2 separate regions of the Mus musculus genome follow, and region 1 is linked to region 2. A link is a contact called in public HiChIP or PLAC-seq data. All regions are on one chromosome and are shown on one strand. Each heading gives the region's core, a stretch centred on a gene start, on an enhancer-like site or on the middle of the called end of the contact. The rest is flanking DNA. Distances are from core to core; before and after follow the strand shown.

Evidence for each region. HiChIP or PLAC-seq counts read pairs in DNA pulled down with a chosen protein or histone mark.
Region 1: an H3K4me3 HiChIP or PLAC-seq map of forebrain shows a contact between it and region 2, with 4 times the contacts expected there. The contact joins two enhancer-like sites. A contact is called at or near these places in 13 of 39 promoter capture datasets (the 3T3-L1 cell line, the C10 cell line, cranial neural crest and 9 more), 1 of 15 datasets of contacts at CTCF or cohesin (the NIH/3T3 cell line), 3 of 484 Hi-C or Micro-C datasets (the HL-1 cell line, the N1E-115 cell line and nephron progenitors), 11 of 115 datasets of contacts at active chromatin or transcription factors (the NIH/3T3 cell line, bone marrow-derived macrophages, differentiating embryonic stem cells and 8 more) and 3 of 9 other capture datasets (embryonic stem cells, embryonic tail and embryonic trunk).

The regions. Positions count from the first base shown.
Region 1 is chr9:41,522,300-41,526,096 of GRCm38.p6, forward strand. All of the region lies in intron 3 of Mir100hg (Mir100 Mirlet7a-2 Mir125b-1 cluster host gene), which reads left to right. Among named protein-coding and RNA genes, the nearest start is that of Mir100, 7.2 kb to the right of the region's middle. Within about 2 kb of position 2,467, at least 69 of the 459 cell types and tissues checked have an H3K27ac peak or open chromatin away from gene starts, as enhancers often do. A contact at or near this core is called in the N1E-115 cell line, embryonic forebrain, forebrain and 1 more, where this site is marked.
Region 2 is chr9:41,226,792-41,230,893 of GRCm38.p6, forward strand. No RefSeq gene overlaps it. Among named protein-coding and RNA genes, the nearest start is that of 1700063D05Rik, 23 kb to the left of the region's middle. RefSeq lists an enhancer at 1,111-3,754. Within about 2 kb of position 2,165, at least 216 of the 459 cell types and tissues checked have an H3K27ac peak or open chromatin away from gene starts, as enhancers often do. A contact at or near this core is called in the N1E-115 cell line, embryonic forebrain, forebrain and 1 more, where this site is marked.

The sequences.
Region 1 (3,797 bases), core at 1,217-3,716, 300 kb after region 2:
ATGAATTTCAAAGAGAAATGAGGTAGAGGCATATGGGGAGGTTGGAGGGAGGAAGGAGAAGGAGAAAATGATATAATTATAATCTCAAAAAATATTTTAAAAATTGCAAGTATTTCCCTCCTGCCTCCAGGTTAACCAGCATTCTGGGCAATTGTCCCGTCACCTGCTGGGGCCTGCCCACCCTGATCAAATCCCTCAGTTCATTCTTCACTTTGACTGAGTCTTGATGGCCCAGTGCCAGGTGACATCTGGGAGGATACACTTTGTAGGAAGAAACATAACCAACACCTCCCATAGAACAGAGGGCCTGGCCACTCAGAGTCATGTTGAGGGAAAGGTCAGTAGCCAGTTCTGGCTAACCCACTCCCTTATTTCTGCAATGATGGGAACAAAGTCTCCATCTTGCTAGCTCACCAGTCAGCTTCAGAGCTGCCCAACCATCTGCCTTCAACTGAGGCAGAACAACTTGCCTAAGTCTTGGGAGTGTGAAAGCTAAGTAAATGTTAGCAGAGAAAAGAGATAGATGCAACACGAACTTCCTGGAGCGCAGAGACACGCAAATGCAGAGACGTTGTCCCTTGCTTCAGTAGTCTTCATGGCCACCCATCCAAGAAGAGTATGGTTGGTGTCTCCTCACTACAGTTGGTGGGCAAATGTGAACCTTCCTAATTTGGAGAGGCCCTGAGCAGATGTCCATCCCCTAACTATTATGGTATGTACTTTACCAACATTACCATTCATGGCAAGGCTGAGAAACACAAAGATACACCAAGAGAGGCATGCACACGTGTACATATAAAAACATGTACATGAGAAATCACACAACTATATAAGTATACATATAAACATATTAAACAGACATATAACTATAAAACAAATACATAGCATACATGTACATATATGCAGATTCGTGCACAGACTATACACACACAAACATACACACACACACATCCAAAAACATATATACAAATACATTCATGTGAATGTGTGCACAAATATACAAATAAAACACAGACATATATCAGGCAACTCTAGGACTCACATTTTTACCTCTGCACCCTGAACAGTAATCTGGGCTATATTTTTCTACTTTCTCTCTGTCCTGAGGAAAATCACAGAAATTCTAATAGAGGAGGCTGAGAAAAGAAAATATTGGCTTCTACAGCATAAACATCTCTGTCTGACAAGAAAATGTTAGTTTCCCTCTAAATCAAATGTTGACAGATATCAGCTGTGGCTGGAGATGTGCCACTCTGGGGGGAGATCTTTGTTTCAGATAATGTGCTCAGCTTGGAAGCCATCTTCCATTAGGCTCCCTGGCACCACATTTTATCAGGAAGTGTCCCAGTGTGTTTGCAAGGGCTGACCTCTCTGGGACTCTCCAGAGTAGGAGAGCAGAGGGGCAGATTCCCACTTGATAGGATGAGCTGGGAACCTGGGTCCACACAGTCATGTATAGGGCGTACACTTTCATGCACCATGGGATGGGATTTTTAACTGGACACGCAGAAGGGGAAAGTCTAGAAGCAAAGAGAGAAGTGAAATGTACAGGCACAGGGAATTTTCCAGAACTGTATGCTTTACCTATTCATTTCCACTTTGCTTCTGAAATACAGTGAGAATAGTCTTTGTTCAACATCTGATACTTTCAAAATTCCAAATTAAGATCCCCTTACTTTCTCCCCCAAAATACATACACACACATACACACACACCACACATACCACACAATACACACATCACACATACACACACACACACATCACACACCGCATACACACATATACCACACACACACCACATATCACCATATACCACACACACATACACACACACCACAGCATATACACATCATACACACCACATACACACACACACCACAGCATACACACACACCACGTACCACACAATATACACATCACACATACCACATACACACACACACACATACACACACCACACATACCACACAATACACACATTACACATACACACACACATCACACACCACATACACACACATACCACACACACACCACACATACCACACAATACAGACATCACACATACACACACACACACATCACACACCACATATCACCATACACCACACACACACACACACACACACACACACACACCACAGCATACACACACCACACAATACACACATCACACACACCACATACACACATACACACCACAGCATACACACATACACACACACCACACAATACACACGTCACACACACACACACACACCACACAATACACACATCACACACACACACACACACACACCACCACCACCACCACCACCACCACCACCACCACCACACACCCCTTTAACGTGTTAAGGCTGAAGAATGGTGATATCTCCAACCAGTGAGCTCTGCCAGTCTGCTCCGTTAAGGCCAAGATTAATGCGGTAGGTTGGTGCACGGCTGCTGCAGAGCTGCGTGCTCAGAATATGAGATGCCTATGCAGGGGAAAGGCCAAGAAATATGTCTGTGCTTGGAGTTTACACAAGTCTCCTTAGCAACTTGTCTGAATTCATTTCTCCCTCGGTATGTGTGGGTTTCTTCCAAATCCTGAGTGAAATGGGTGTTGAGAGTCTTAGCAGGCCTTCGTTCCCTTCTGCTGGGGCAAACTCTTTTATGCTGGAGAGCAAGGCTTTCATTACCAGCTCCCTTCCTTCCCCCATCCCAGGGATCCAGCTCTGATTCTTTGCACTGTGCGTCTGTGGATCATTAGGGACTTTCCAGAGATCCATATCTCCGTGGAGGAATTTGGGGGCCCCTTGCTAATGGCCAGTTTCGTGCATTTCTGCCTTGGTCTCTAGCTGCCCCTCTTGCTCCTGGGTGTGACGTGTGTTAAATGGGCCTGTGTGGCACAAGAAGGGAGACAACAACAAGCTCCCATCCTCTCTGCTCCTCCTTTCCATTTTGCCTTGTCTTCCTTCGATTTTTATCCCTCACCTGGCACCAAAGGCCCTGCAGCTCTGATTAGACGATAACTCGAAAACTACTAGACAAAGCCTGGCTTTCAGGCAAAAGATAGATTGGCTTTGGTGTGACTGAGCATGCTTGGGGACGACACCCTTAAATAAGTCTATGCTGCAAGAGGCAACTTTGCCCTCCAGCCTGGAGAGGGAGATGACACCGTGCTGGGGCCCAGAATTGTAACACTGACATTTCCCTCTTCTATGTTAGAGTCAAGGGGAAAAAAGAGAAGAGAAATGTAGCCAAAAAAAAAAATTAAGGTTTGATTTTGGCTCTTTTACAAACAGATGTTGCTTGTCATTCTGATATGGTTAAGCAGGCAACAGATTGTGTGTGTGTGTGTGTGAGAGAGAGAGAGAGAGAGAGAGAGAGAGAGAGAGAGGGGGGGAGAGAGAGAGAGAGAATGACTAGAAAGCAGAACTAATAACAAGGGGAACATGGGGGCCTCTTTCCTTTCTGAACCTTAGTTTAGCTAACTAACTATGCCTGCCCCTGTAAGTGGCTCTGTGCCATTCAGTAAGCACAGGGCATCCTCCTTTGTAAGAATCCAGTCACTCAGGTTAGATGGCTGCTTCTTTTCCCAGACATCATTGTGGAAGGGCCAGGCCTTTACCATGCCGAGGTCAGGAATCCACCTGTACCAGACAGTGACCTCTGGGGGTGTACAGGCCCTTTACAGACTATATTTTCTCTTCCTTCCAGGGTGCAAGTGACTTACTTCATCTTCTCTTCTGCACCCCCACATTTTAGTCTAACTGTGCCATGCCTTCTCAAGAACAAAACCTGGCTTTGAAT
Region 2 (4,102 bases), core at 915-3,414:
ATAAACACACATGGATACATAGCTTCATGACTTAAGTTACTGTTCATCTCAGGCACCGATGTGTCTCCTGCACCATATATCAAGGGGGCATATAATTCTTCATTCATGATAAATTATCCAGAAAGGCTAAATTCCATCAGATTCAGCCAGAATTTATTATCTGACGCTGAAGAACAAACAGACCGTCATTCCCCAGCTGCTCAGAACATATGTTTGAAGGGAGATTGGGGCCCCTTTGGTCCCTCTGATCCTCCCTGGATCTCAGAGCCAGACCTTCTGAGCATCTTCATTGGACTTCCTCTCAAGAGCGAGGACACCGAAAATGAGTCGTGTTTCAGCAAGATGCAGTTCACAGACTTGGTTTGAGATCTCCACTCTTCCGTCGGGCATCTCATTTCCTGCAACGTTGACATTTGTCTCCACACTGCAGGCTGGGCAGCTGCCCTTCTTGTGGTTTTGCCTTCCATCTTGAGGCACTGTGCCTGACCTGTTTGCTCACCAGCTCAATAACTTAGCTTCATCCCAGTGGATGAGATTTGACCAATACATTCGTATGCCAGTGCATCTGAGAACCACTAATGGGCAGAAACCAGATTTTGATTTTTATCCTGTTTTGTGAGCCACTCTAGCTTATGCGTGAGCTTATTCTCCCCGAATCATGCTATAGTTCAGCAATCATTGATGACCCTGGGTTATATAGCCAACAGTTTGGAAGATCCCAATCCTGCTTTCAGTAGTCTTCCAGCCTAGTATCTCTTGACTGTAAAACATCCAGTGATAGATAATCCAGCCAGCGTGGGCTGCCCCTTGTCGCAACGAAATCACTTCTAGGTAGTTATTTCACATCCAAATGAGCATCTTTTCTTTTCTTCCCCCATCTTAAATCATTCTACCTGCCTCATTAACTCCCGTTCAGCCCCCAAATACCCAAGCAAAGCCCTTCCATTTATTTAGACAGTCTCTGATTGCATTTCTTCCCCCTGACTGGAGTGATGACTCTTACTTGAGACAAATATGGAACTCCTTACTACACTCGATGGCAGTTGTTTTTTCCTGTGCACACCCCACTAGTCTGCAGCATTCTGAGCTCAGTAATTATAATTTGCATATGAAGTGTGCCCCTTGTCAAGGATCACATGTGAAGGGCTCTATTCTCAACGCGACAGTCAACAGTCGAGCGAAGGGAAGATGACTGGTTCCTGAGGACTCGGAACTAATCTGTAGATCAGTCCATTCACAAGCTCATAATATGATGGGAGTTGGTAGAGATAGGAGGGAAGGCCACACTGGAGGAAGTAGCCTCTAATGATGTATTAGGAGATGTATTTTGTCTTTATTAAGTCCCTTCCCATCTCCTATCTGTCCCAAGGAGGGCCACTTTGCTCTTTGCCCTCATGTTCTGCCTCACCAAACACTGGACTGGAACCAACAGATACCAATGACAGTGGACAGAAAGATACAAATCTGTGGGCCAAAATAAACCCTTCCTCTCTTATGTCATTTCCTCAGGCATGTGTCATGGTGCTGCAGATGTGCCTGACACTCCCACACCCTTCCATCCTTCACCTAGAACTCTCAGCAGTGGAAGTCCCTACAACAGTGCTGTACCGTGTTGCTTCTCAAGCCGAATGCATTCAGCAGTATTGACGTCCTTGATACTATTTGGTTTTGAAGACAAAATCAATTCTGTTAGGAGGGATGATCTGGAAAGTGTCCCCAAGTGGCATGTTCTCATCTGACATCATCACACGAAGATTTTATCAGGCAGAGAGATGAAGAGGTCATTTCTAGCAGTGGAATTAACACAAGCCACTTGGGCACCAGGGCGGGGTCTGGAGTGGATTAAGAGCTGAGGGAGCTGTACTAAATAAATGATAGGCCATGGAGCTCAGATCGTGGGTTGGAAACTTGCCACTGGCTATCTCTGCAGGATTGCTTGGATTCAGCAACTATGGAGTCCATCACCGTCGTCGTCGTCCTAGACGCTGTTTACAAGAGAAATCGTGTCCTATTGTAGACTGTCTTCTATGAGGACAGGAATATTCTGAGACGTTGCAGATTTTTTTTGTCTCCCGGCTCTGCCACTGGAGGTCACTGTTGTACCATCGAAATGAGTGAGAAGCCCCGCCTGATACCCTTTTGAAGTTGGCTTCCGCCAGGAGTGAATACAATACCCTCTGGGTAGCTAGGAAGTCCCGAGGTGCAGGCTTCTCCCTGGCTTCGTGGAAAAGTGGCCTGGTGACCTGCAAAAAATGACTTCGGAAGAGCGATGTCCGTCTGGAGAGGGACTGCGGGTGGGAGAGCGGTGCTGGGAGGGAGACGTCTGTATCGCATTAGTCTGCGTCTGGCGGGGAGGGGCTGGAGGCCCTGGCGGGTCAAGGCAACTGCTCCCTGCTGCTTTCTGGCGCGAATGTGGAATCTGGTAGTGATTAGAGAAGGTTATTGTCTTGGGAGTGCAGGGAGATCGGTAGTAATACTGCTTTGAGCGTTTCTGACCCCATCTTAGAAGGCCTCTCCCACGACTCTCCTGCTGGGCTCTGATTTTAGAGCCACTAAGCAAAGAAAGACAAGGAAAACTGAGGCCTATTCCTTAAGCCTATCCACTCCCCGGGGCTTACAGGGGACACTCCAGGAGGAGCACAGATGAGAACACACATCCCTAGACAGAAAACCCCAAGTAAGCCTCTATTTTTCTTAGCCCTCCTTCCTGTGGAGTGAATATCATTTGGTCCATTTGTTATGAGAAGAAACAGAGACTTGGAACTGACATTTGAACCCGAGTCTTTTGAAATATAAAGAGAATGGATGGTAAAATAACTACTTGTGGTTACTGGCTAAGAATTCTGCCCTTGAAAATTTGGAGAAAGAGCTCCTCCCTGTGCAGCTTCGACAATAACCCACTTCAAGGCGAGCTGAAGCCAGGGTACCTTTTGGCGGCACCTTTTTCTTCTTCTTTTTCTTCTCTCCTTCACTTTCTCCCCATCTCTTCCCCTGGGTTTCACTGCATACCTCAGGTTGACCCTATCCCTTCTCTTCTCCCCACGTGCTGGGATCTGACGGTCGGGCTACTCCTAGATCAGAGTGGCTCTCTAATAAGTCATAATCTGTTTATAGCCATTCATAAAAGCAGAGTGCTTCTGTGCACATTAGCTAATTTGGCTCTTATAATAACTGTCTTATCCCCATTGCCGTAGACAAAGAATCTGAGACGCTGAGGAATTAATTTGCCGAAGGTGCTACAGTCAATGATGAAATTCAACCTCGGATCTTTTTGCTCTAAATACAGCACCCACTGCCCATCACCCATTGCCCGATACCAGTTAGTCTCCAGGTAAATATTGGGTGATGGAGTGATGCTGTGTATAATCTAGCTAGCAATAAACTGATCTTAAGTTTAGGTAGCATTTTATCTCCGAAGATGGTGCTCCAACCCAGGAAGATTACACTGGAGACCCTGCCTCAAGGGGACGGAAGACTTCTGAAAGTTGTCCTCTGACTTCCGCATGAGCGCTGAGGTGCATGAACACACACGCGTGCGCACACAAACACACACACACACACACACACACGCATACAGACACACACAGACACACATATGTGTGTGCACACACACAACTCATGCACGCATGCAAGAATGCACGCAGTATACCCATAACCACACATACACGCAGGCATGTGCACATATGCATGCGTATACATTTATTGTGTGTGGATGAGTGCTCCCATGCCATGACTGGCATGTAAGGGTCAGAGGGCAGCTTGTAACTGGACTCAAATAAATTTCTAAAACTTTTTAAAAGGGTGAAGATTACAATTTATCTATCTATGTATCTATCTATGTATCTATCTATGTATCTATCTATGTATCTGTCTATGTATCTATCTATGTATCTATCTATGTATCTATCTATGTATCTATGTATCTATGTATCTATGTATCTATGTATCTATGTATCTATCTATCTATCTATCTATCTATCTATCTATCTATCTATCTATCTATCTATCTTGCAGTTCACACAGCTCTGGGGTGATTAATACATCTTCTTCCTGTTCCAGAGGTACCAGATTTAGAAAATAAGAACCCAGAACTCCTAAAATT